2 separate regions of the Mus musculus genome follow, and region 1 is linked to region 2. The links are chromatin contacts, called in public Hi-C maps. All regions are on one chromosome and are shown on one strand. Each heading gives the region's core, a stretch centred on a gene start, on an enhancer-like site or on the middle of the called end of the contact. The rest is flanking DNA. Distances are from core to core; before and after follow the strand shown. Region 1 overlaps Itga11 (integrin alpha 11). Region 2 has its middle 13 kb from the start of Gm39352.

Region 1 (5,111 bases), core at 169-2,668, 200 kb after region 2:
TGAGCTAATGATCTAAATGGTTGTATCTAGTCTCGAGAATTTGCCTACACATTTTATTAGTAAGGTAATCAAATAAATACACCCAGGTCAGAGATGACAGGGGATTTGTTATCTGCCAGGTAGTATACATTGACATGGAACAAGTACTTTATTTTATTTTTTACGGTGCTGAGGATCAGTGTTAGGGTCTTGCACCTTCCAGGTAAACACCACGCCACTCAGTTTCACCTTCAAGCCCTTGGTTGTTTTTTGTTTGTTTTGTTTGTTTTGTTTTGTTTTGTTTTGTTTTTGTTTTTGTTTTGTTTTTTGAGGCAAGGCCATGCCAGTCTTGAATTCATGATCAGAAATTTCTACCTCTAAAGTACTGGGATTGTAAGTGTGAGCCATCAAGCCTTGTTGGGTTATATTTTGAGACACATTTTCATCCAAAACAGTGACTTTAAAGGTAAGGATTTCCCAGGTGCCTCATCAGAGTCTCAGAGCTCAGGATTATGTCTGTCCCCGCTGGAGCTAACCTGGCTCACAGTACACACACCCTTTCTCTCTTGTCCCTGCAGAGAATAACAGCCTCGGAGCTGGCTCCTGGCCTGCAGCATTTTGGCTGCAGCATCCACGGACAACTGGACCTCAATGAGGATGGGCTTGTGGACCTAGCAGTGGGCGCCCTGGGCAACGCTGTGGTTTTGTGGTTGGTTCCCTACTTTTTCTAACTGGAGGGCTCTCCTGAGGGTTAACTGAATAGAGGGTTCCAAAGGTCTGCTGCAGGGTCTCTGCCTCTTGATTCTGACTACTGTCACCCAAATGAACCCTGAGCCCCTCCCAGCCCGTGTGGTCCTGGAGTCCTACTCTCTATCCTCGGTGGAGTTCTAAGACTGGAGATCACTTTCTGTTTCCAACCCTCAGAATTTTTCCTGAGCCCTGCTCCCTGCAGCTTCTGTCCCACTCCTGCCTCCCAGGCTACTTAGAGAACTTATTGAGCCCCTCCTAGAAGCATTCTCCTCCCCTCCTGTGCGGGAGAATGGATGTGGATTAGGGGGTTTCTTTCTCCCAACCCCTGGGTCTCATTTCCTTCTCATGTGTGGTTCCATATCAGTGTTTGAGAAAAGCCTATGCATCTTCTTGTGTGCTGCTACTTTTAGATGTAGTCCTGGTTAGCCTGGAACTCACTATGTAGACACGGCTGGTCTCGATCGAGCTCACAGAGATCTACCTGCCTCTGCTGAGATTAAAGACTGGCTGATTGGAGCTTTTTAAATATATGTTGCTGAGATTAAAGTCATCATTTAGGTTTTCTGCATTAACTTAAAAAGTGAAGAAGAAAGAAAAAGCAGCCAACTTTCCGTCACTCAGTGCTACTTTCAGGTCCTCCTGGCTGCACTTCCAGTCTTTCCCACTCAATTGTGCTCTGTGTATCTCCCACTCAACTTCACTCCAGAGCTCATTAGCCTTGCAGAGCCTGTGCCAACTGACTGCATCTGACTCTGAGCTGTAAAAGATGTCTGCAGGTGGTAGTGGTGCACGCAGATTAAAACTTGAGACACAGCTTTAGAGCATGTTCGTGTCTCGCTCAGTCTAGTGTGACCTGGGGTGCAGCCTGGGCATGGAGGCCTTTTCTGTTCCTTTGTAAACTCACTCTGAAGCCAAGGATGGCTGGAACTTCTGGTCCTCCTGCCTTTGTCTCCCCACCTCACCTTGTTTATTTGGTGCTGGATATCAAGAGCTTCCTGCACACCAGGCAAGCACTCTACCAACCGAGACTCTGTACCCAGCGTGGGGTTTGTTTCGCTCTCTTGCTTTTCTCTTTGCTTCGCTCAACTGTTCCTTCCAGATCTGGACCAGAAGGTTGCTCTTCAGTGATAGGTTCTGAGAGAGAGAGAACAAGATAAGGCAGGGGATCAGAAAATAAGGAGACAGGGAAGTTTGGGGTTGGGAGGTCTTGCACAAATGATATCTTTGTCAAGTGTCTTAGTTAGGGTTTTACTGCTGTGAACAGACAGCACGACCAAGGCAACTCTTATAAGGACAACATTTAATTGGGGCTGGTTTACAGGTTCAGAGGCTCAGTCCATTATCATCAAGGTGGGAGCACAGCAGTGTCCAGGCAGGCGTGGTGCTGGAAGAGTGGAGGAGCAGAGAGTTCCACTGTTTGTTCCAAAGGCAGTTAGGAGAAGACTGACTTCCAGGCAGCTAGGACACGAGAGTATTAAAGCCCACACCCACAGTGACACATCTACTCCAAAGAGGCCACATTTCCTACGAGTGCCGTTCCCTAGCCCAAGTACATACAAACCATCACACCAAGCAAGCTTATTTGGAAATATAGTGTTTTATATACTATTTTCAGGGAGAGATATGGAACAAAGTCATAAGGAACCATCATAAATGGGATGCATTCAGCGGGAAGCTGACCAAGCAAAGCTGCACAAAGGGAACGCTGGGTATCTCCAGAGCATCGCAGCACACAGCAGCCTAGGGACTGTTGACTCCAGTCTCTTCACGGGGAACAGCCAAGTTCCCAGGAACTGAAACCTTAACTCCTTCAAAGCTCTGGCCTCAGCCCCAGGCTGGCCTTGCCAAGTCTGCTCCTGAGCACAGGCACAGAGCTAGCCTTCTATCCTCTCAGGGGGGCTCTGAGAAAGCCTGGGTCAGTCCAGCTCCCAATACTTTCTTTCTTCTTTCTAATTCTTACTTTATGAATGTTTTGTCTGCACATCTGTCTGTGTACCACGTGCATCCTGATGCCCATGACGGCCAGAAGAGGGTGCCAGATCCTCCTAGAACTGTAGTTACAGGTGGTTGTGAGCTGCCACATATGTTGGCTCTGGAAAACAAATCCAGGTCTCTCTGAAAATGCACCCCTGAGCTATCTCCCCAGCCCCTCCCTCTAGTGGATTCAAGTATAAATCGGGCCTGCCAGGAAGGATGAAGGGAAGGCAGGAGTCCTCACCAGGAGATCAGGCTGTGCAGATCCCTGACCCTTTTCTCTCTCTCTCTCTCTCTCTCTCTCTCTCTCTCTCTCTCTCTCTCTCTCTCTCCCTCCCTCCCTCCCTCCCTCCCTCCCTCCCTCCCTCCCTCCCTCTCTTGTAGCTTCCTGAACTCTCTCTGTCCCGGCCATCACACTGCACCCTCTAGGCAGGTTTTATAGACTCCACTCCTGTCTGGATCTGTACCTCAGCCCCAGGGTTCCAGCCCCAGTCAGAACTCCAGCCCTGCCCTAGTTCACCTGCCTTTCTGTTCCAGGGCCCGCCCTGTAGTTCAAATCAACGCCAGCCTCCACTTTGAGCCTTCCAAGATCAACATCTTCCACAAGGACTGCAAGCGCAATGGCAGGGATGCCACCTGCCTGGCCGCCTTCCTCTGCTTCATACCCATCTTCCTGGCACCCCACTTCCAAACAGCAACCGTCGGTAAACAAGCCTCCCTAGGCGGTCAGCCAAGCTCCAGTCTCTCTGTGGGCCTCGAGATTGTTCTAGTTCTCAGTCTGGGGCTTTTCCAAAATGGGGTCTGAGTACCAGGTCACATCCTGAGACACCTTTGATGCCTGCTGGAGTCTCCTCTGATGCTCTCCTTTCAAGGGATTCCTGGCAGGGTCAAGAGTGGTAGTGGGCAGGGCTGATGGGAAAGGGCAGGGACAAAAGAACATCCCTTGGTTTTGAATGGGATGCAAAAGGCAGGCAGTAGAGTACAGAGAGGAGGCCAGGAGTCAGCCAGACTCAGGGAACCAACCTCGAGCCAGCCATGGGGTGAGCTGGGAACACAGTGTGTCACAGCTGCCATCAGGGAAGGGTCCTCTCCTTTTACCTCAGACTGGATTCAGGCACCCACTTCCTGGACCAGGCATCCCTGGAAGTGATGGATGCATTGGTGACCACAGGTCATGTCCCCTTCAGTGATGAGGCACAAGACCAAAGAGAAGTGGTGGGCAGAGGGCATAAGAGGACATGTCCCAGTCTAGTGGCTGTGTACTTTTCCTGCATGTTCCATCTGTAACAGGACACGAATTCAAAGACACAGCCACCAGAGGGCTGCATGGGGAACAGAAGGCACTTGGCCATTCTGTCAAACTTCTGTAAGCTAAAAGGAGGAAGGCTGAGGGCCTTAAGCCACAGAACACAGACAAGAACCTGAGAAGCATCCTCAGTATGAGTGAAGCCCCCAGGAGAAGGCCCAGAGCAACAGCGTGAGGCAGGGTGTCGGAGGAGAGCTGAGGAGGTCATTTGTGGGCAGAGCTGAGCAACACTGGCCTCACCCCAGTCCCTGTCCTTCTCCCAAGGCTTGTGTCCCTCTTCTGTCCTCCCTCCCTGCCTCTCACACATCTCCTCCTCTTCAGCCCCTTCTTCCTTACCACAGTTCTTGCTCCCATCGTGGAAGCTTCTGGTTCCCAGCTGCCTGTGAGGGATGGGGCTAGCCCAGAGGCTAAGCAGGTCGACAGTCTAGGATGTGGAGGAAGCCCAGCTTGGTCTTGCCTTCTCCCCACTTCCAGGCATCAGGTACAATGCAACCATGGATGAGAGGCGGTATATGCCGCGGGCACATCTGGACGAGGGCGGAGACCAGTTCACCAACAGAGCCGTCCTGCTCTCCTCTGGCCAGGAACACTGTCAAAGGATCAACTTCCATGTCCTGGTGAGCCCAGGAGCCCATGAGCAGGCCCTAAGCCCTACAAGAAGGGTACAGAGTAGAGAGACATCTGTAGAAGTGAGAGCCTCATGGGCATCAGGCTACTCCTGAGCCCTCCGTGGGTAGCCAGGAAGCAGCATGGCTCACCTTGGCCTCGGGCCCCAGATCAAAGTCCTCATGACTCTCCTACCCACCTGCCTTCCCAGCTGTTCCTCCCTAGAAGGAATGAAACCAGGGAAGTGAGAGCTATTTGAGAAGATGAGGGGAGCACCACCCATGGCTAGAAAGGGCAGAGCAACAGAGTGGACTGAAGACTGCATGAAGCAGGCAGAGGTGTGGACACATGGGACAGTAGCATCCCAAGAGAGGTGGTGGTCTAGTGCCCATCAATGAATGAGAAATACCAAGTGTGCTGACCACAGCTCTAGAGCACGGAAGATTTTAGGCAGCTTGGAGCTCCCCAGTCACTTGTCATCCATAGTCAGGACTAA
Region 2 (4,792 bases), core at 2,046-4,545:
GAAAGTTTGTCTGCTTATCGTAGAAAATGTGGTAAAATTCGGAAAAACCACAAAGGAACAAAACAAAAACAAACAAACAAACAAAAAAGACAAAAACACCAAAGCCTGGAAATGAGAGCGAGTTGAGGTTTCCTTCTACAACTTGTTTTTTAAGGTTTTTTGGTAAGGTTTTATTGTTCATTTCTTGGGGGTGTGGATCCTGCAAGAACTCACATCTTGGAGGTCAGAGGTCAACTCCTTGCATTCTGTGGTTTCCATCCCAGACGCCTCCCCAGGCTTGGCTGAAAGCGCCTGTCTGGTGAACCAACTGGACAGTGGCTTTGTTACAGTTGTCAGGGTTGAAATCAATACTGTGTGATATAAGGATGCAACATTGTAGATGCATCCTCCACTCACTACAGGTTTTTGTTTTTTTCCAAATCTCTCTTGTTTGTTAAGACAAGATGGCAGGCCATCTTCAAAGTCACCGTTTAAGCAAGGATGACCCTGAACAGAGCTATGCACCACCATGCCCACCTCAGACTCTTCTTTTTGGGGGTTCATAATATTCTTTTCTCTAAGCAGCTATAATAACCCTCAATGTTGCCCTGTTGTTAAATAAGTTGTTTCAGTTTTGGCAACTACAAACACTGCCCCATGTTCATCTCTGCACATAGATATTCTGTTCTGTTCTGTTCTGTTTTTTTGTTTGTTTGTTTTTTGTTTTGTTTTGTTTTGTTTTGACAGGGTTTCTCTGTGTAGCCCTGGCTGTCCAAGACTGGCTGTGTAGACCAGGCTGGCCTCCAACTCAGAGTTTTGCCTGCCTCTGCCTCCCAAGTGCTGAGATTAAAGGTGTGTGCCATCACACCTGCCTCTGTTTATTTCTTTAGGATATGTTGCAAACATTGAAACTACTGAGTAAAAGGAGTTTGTTTGTTTGTTTGTTTGTATACTTGAGACAGGACAAGACATGTCTTAGGGTTTTATTGCTATAAAGAGACACCATGACCAAGGCAGCTCTTATAAAGAACCACATCTAATTGGGGCTGGCTTACAGGTTCAGTCCATTATGGTCATGGTGGGAAACATGGCAGTGTGCAGGCAGGCATGGTGATGGAGAAGGAGCTGAGAGTTCTACATCTCGATCCGAAGGCAGCAGAAGGAAACCATGTGACTTCAACTAGCTTGAGCTCATATAACCCCAAAGCCTCCCTCCCAGTGACACAACTCCTCCAACGAGGTCACACCTTCTAATAGTGCCACTTCCTATGACCAAGCATTCAAAATGTCTGTGGGAGCCATACCTACTCAAACTATCACACAGCGTCTCACTCTATAGCCCCGGTTAGCCTAGAACTCACTGCTTAGACCAGGCTGACCACCAATTCACAAGGATCCACTTGCCTCCTCCTCTGCTGGGATTAAAGGTGTGTGCCCCTATACCTGGTGGGAGAGAGTACTTTCTTAGGGTGGAAAATTTTAAGTTACTGTCCAGTTTACCAGTTCACACCCCAGTGTTTTCACAGACGTACCCCCAGAGTTGGACGTGAGGATGTTGCCGGTACCCATCCTTCTTTGACCTGCCATACACCTGAGACTCTTGGTTTCCAGCTGGGTTCTGGTCATTTTCAGGCCTCACTGGCACCTCCAGCTCTCCTGGATATTGGACGACTGGAAGAAGGGTGGGAGGGTGGGCCACCAACGGATCCACGGTGTCCCCTTCCTCAGGCCAGGGTGGAGTCTGCCTAGGTTTTATAAAGAAATTGGAGTTGAGATGTTGAGAACACAGAGCTGCTTTCTAGGTCCCAGACAGGGCTGCTCTTCAGATATTCAGTCTCTGTCAGCTTCTGGAACCTTCTGGTTGGAACTGCAATAGGAGGTAACTGGGGTGGTGCCTCCGCAGAGGCACCCTAACAGCCACAGGCTCTCTGGGCAGCATCCTCTATCTAATTCCCAGTAAGTATTTCCCACCTCCTGGGGTTTTGCTCAGAGACACTGGGTTCCTTTCTACATCTGCCCCAGACTTCTGGCTCCCTACCACCGTATGGCCAATGGCGCCACCTACTGGCAAAACCAAAGCCCCAAATTACCTGTTCTTTCCTTGTCTTCCAAACAGTGGGATGGATGGAGTCAGTCCATAGTTCGCCCCAGTTCATCCCAGAGTCTAGCCTTTCCTGCTGCCCCTTCATCCCATCGCTGCTGTTCTCAACTCTCATGGGGACTATACTGCTTCCACAGTCCTTTCTGCTGAAGCCAGGGACCTCAGCATTGCAGTGTGACTCAGCCACCTCTCCCTGTGACCTTCAGTGGCTCCCTCTTGCTCCCTGGGACACCCGGTGTGATCCGGCCACTACCTTCCTCTCTCACAACTGCCAGCCTCTACCTCCTCTCCCTGTCTATCTCTCACGGCCTTGAGAAAGCACAGTGGACCAGAGCCAATCTCATCCTGGTCTTTGTCTAAGTAGGCTTCTCTGTCCCTTGAGGGACTCACCCCTAATTCTTTAGAGTTCTACCAGACATCACCTCCTCCAAGAAATTCTCCAACCCCTATTAGTTTTCTGTGGCAACTCTTCCCCCCACCCCTGTGGCCACTCTTACAAATGACCACAAATCTGATGCTTTGAAGTGAGACCACTGTATACTTTCTCAGCACTGAAGGTCAGAAGTCCAAAGCAGAGGGCTGTGGAGATGCTGCACTTTGTGGCCCTTCCTCACAGCGCTCCTGCCATGTGTTTCTACCACCCCATCTCCCTCTCTCTAGTTCTCTCTCTTTCTTGGAAGACCCATAGTTACATCCAGGGCCACCAAGATGATCTGGGTAACTCCCCACCACACAGTCCCTAATGTAGTCACAGCTGCACGTTCCCTTTGCCTCAGTGAGTACTGCTCAAAGTTCTGGAGAGGAGATCATGGCATCTTGGGAGTGTGTTACACGGCCCACCCCTTCCCCCTTTCCTCCCTCAGATGTGGAGGCCCACTCTTTTGTGACTCCATGGTTCTCTGGTCAAATGCATTCACAGTTACTTGTCTGACTACCCTGCTAGTTACTGCTTGAAACTGTGTGACCCTACCTGACTTCCCTGTGTCCTGGGACCTGGCTGAGTCCTTGCAGTGTAGGCACCATAGGGTGCATGTTTGTTGAGTGAATGAGAGTATGAACAGGAGTCTGGAGGCAAGCGGACTACCTGGATGTGCACAGCATATGCTTCTGTGCTGAAGGATGGTGCAGAAGGCAGGAGGTGCAGAGGGAAAGGGCTGTAACCTTGCTTGGGGCCCTCCCATATGTGCAGGAGGCCGTGTGAAACAGGGTGGGGGGAGGGGACACCCAGCCAGCTGGTGCCACCAGGACTGGAGCTCATAGGCACACTCTGCATACAGCCTCCCTCTGATGGGGCTGTTACCGAGGCAACAGAAGAAGTTGGTTGCCCAGCAACAATGCCCTGCTTCCCCCAATCCCTCTTATGGCTATTTCTTTCCCCTGGGAGGCTTGTACCCTCTCTAGATTGTGTTCCTGTTTAACAAAAATGGATGCCCTCTGTCCAAACTCCAAGTGCAGGAGACGAAAGGGCAATTTCATGAGACTGTGATGGTAGGGGTCATGGGTTAAGCATCAGAGTGAAAGGGAGTAGGAGTGGCCTAGGTGCAGAGATGGAAGACATTTGGGCCAATCTTTTTCCTGTATACTTTTTCCTTTCCCATTTGAACCAAGAAAAACTGGAAGGGGATCAATCTAGGAAGCAGGAGACCTGGGCCCATGGCCTGGACCAGACTCTGGCTTCTGGAACACATTGGTTAAATGACTTTGTTGAGTTCCCAGTATCCGGTTTGTGAGAAGAGAGCTTGGTCAACCTGATAACCAAGATCTCTCTGGACGCTAGTCAGCCTGGAGAGCACAGACAGCCTTTTTCTATGACTGGTCCTTGCCGCATCCCTACTTGGCCAGTCTTGTGGCATCCTAGTCCATGAAGCAAGGAGAAGGCAAGAATGTCCCCTGGACTCCAGCCTGATTCTTCTGAGAGGACTCCAGTCTATTCTGTCACAGCCAGTGGAAAGTATTGAGCACTTCTTGGTCTTAGTGACGCCCCCTCTGGAAAAGGAGAGTGCTATACTCTCTATAACTGCTTCCTGTCAGCTTTGCCCTCCCCTCCTCCCCAATCTACCCACCACAAACAACCCAATGGAAAACCTGCACAGAGAAACTGGTGGAAAGATTTGTTCTGAGACAGTACCACCTGCTGGCCTTTCTAGGAATGACAGATACTCCTCAGAAGATAGAGTAACTCCACACTCCTGACATAAGATGGGTGTTACAATGTAACTCCTTTTGCACCTGGAATTATTTCAATAAAAAAAAAGCCATATAAGATAAGTGCTATGGTATTCTGGTTTTATAGCTGATGGCGCTGAACTTCAGAGTATTAGGGACTCTGATTTGAGGGGGAAACTGAGGCAGACTCTCTTTTTAGTAAGAGGGCAGTTTTACTAGGGCAGTTTTTAATGACATAGTCGGTCGTAGTTCTGAAGAGAGTTCAGGCCCATGAGGTTGAGTGTGAGAGGTCCTCTCTTACAGGTTTCCAGGATGGGGCGGGTAGAGGTCTTACGTATTTGATGACTAGAGTCCTTCCCGAGTCGGGCTGTCTGATTCCCAGGCAGCGTGGGAAGAGGGAAAGAATCAGACCCTTAGTTACTGTGTGTCCATCATGTGGGATGAGCTACCTAAAGCCCCTGATGGCTCGAGATCTGGTAACCTGCACGAGGGTTGCATGGATTCAGCTGGGAATGTTAAATGGAGGACAAGGTGGAGGCCAAATGG

The links. A called contact is a pair of places that touch in the nucleus more often than the background predicts.
Region 1: a Hi-C map of cortical neurons shows a contact between it and region 2, with 4 times the contacts expected there. The contact joins two enhancer-like sites. A contact is called at or near these places in 1 of 39 promoter capture datasets (hippocampal neurons), 1 of 15 datasets of contacts at CTCF or cohesin (the NIH/3T3 cell line), 8 of 484 Hi-C or Micro-C datasets (the C3H10T1/2 cell line, cerebral cortex, cortical neurons and 3 more) and 1 of 9 other capture datasets (embryonic stem cells).

Annotation. Positions count from the first base shown.
Region 1 is chr9:62,757,048-62,762,158 of GRCm38.p6, forward strand. Itga11 (integrin alpha 11) reads left to right here. Exons shown (of 30, transcript NM_176922.5): 15 at 558-688; 16 at 3,241-3,407; 17 at 4,484-4,626. Among named protein-coding and RNA genes, the nearest start is that of Fem1b, 52 kb to the right of the region's middle. Within about 2 kb of position 1,419, at least 13 of the 459 cell types and tissues checked have an H3K27ac peak or open chromatin away from gene starts, as enhancers often do. A contact at or near this core is called in cortical neurons, where this site is marked.
Region 2 is chr9:62,551,471-62,556,262 of GRCm38.p6, forward strand. No RefSeq gene overlaps it. Among named protein-coding and RNA genes, the nearest start is that of Gm39352, 13 kb to the left of the region's middle. Within about 2 kb of position 3,296, at least 30 of the 459 cell types and tissues checked have an H3K27ac peak or open chromatin away from gene starts, as enhancers often do. A contact at or near this core is called in cortical neurons, where this site is marked.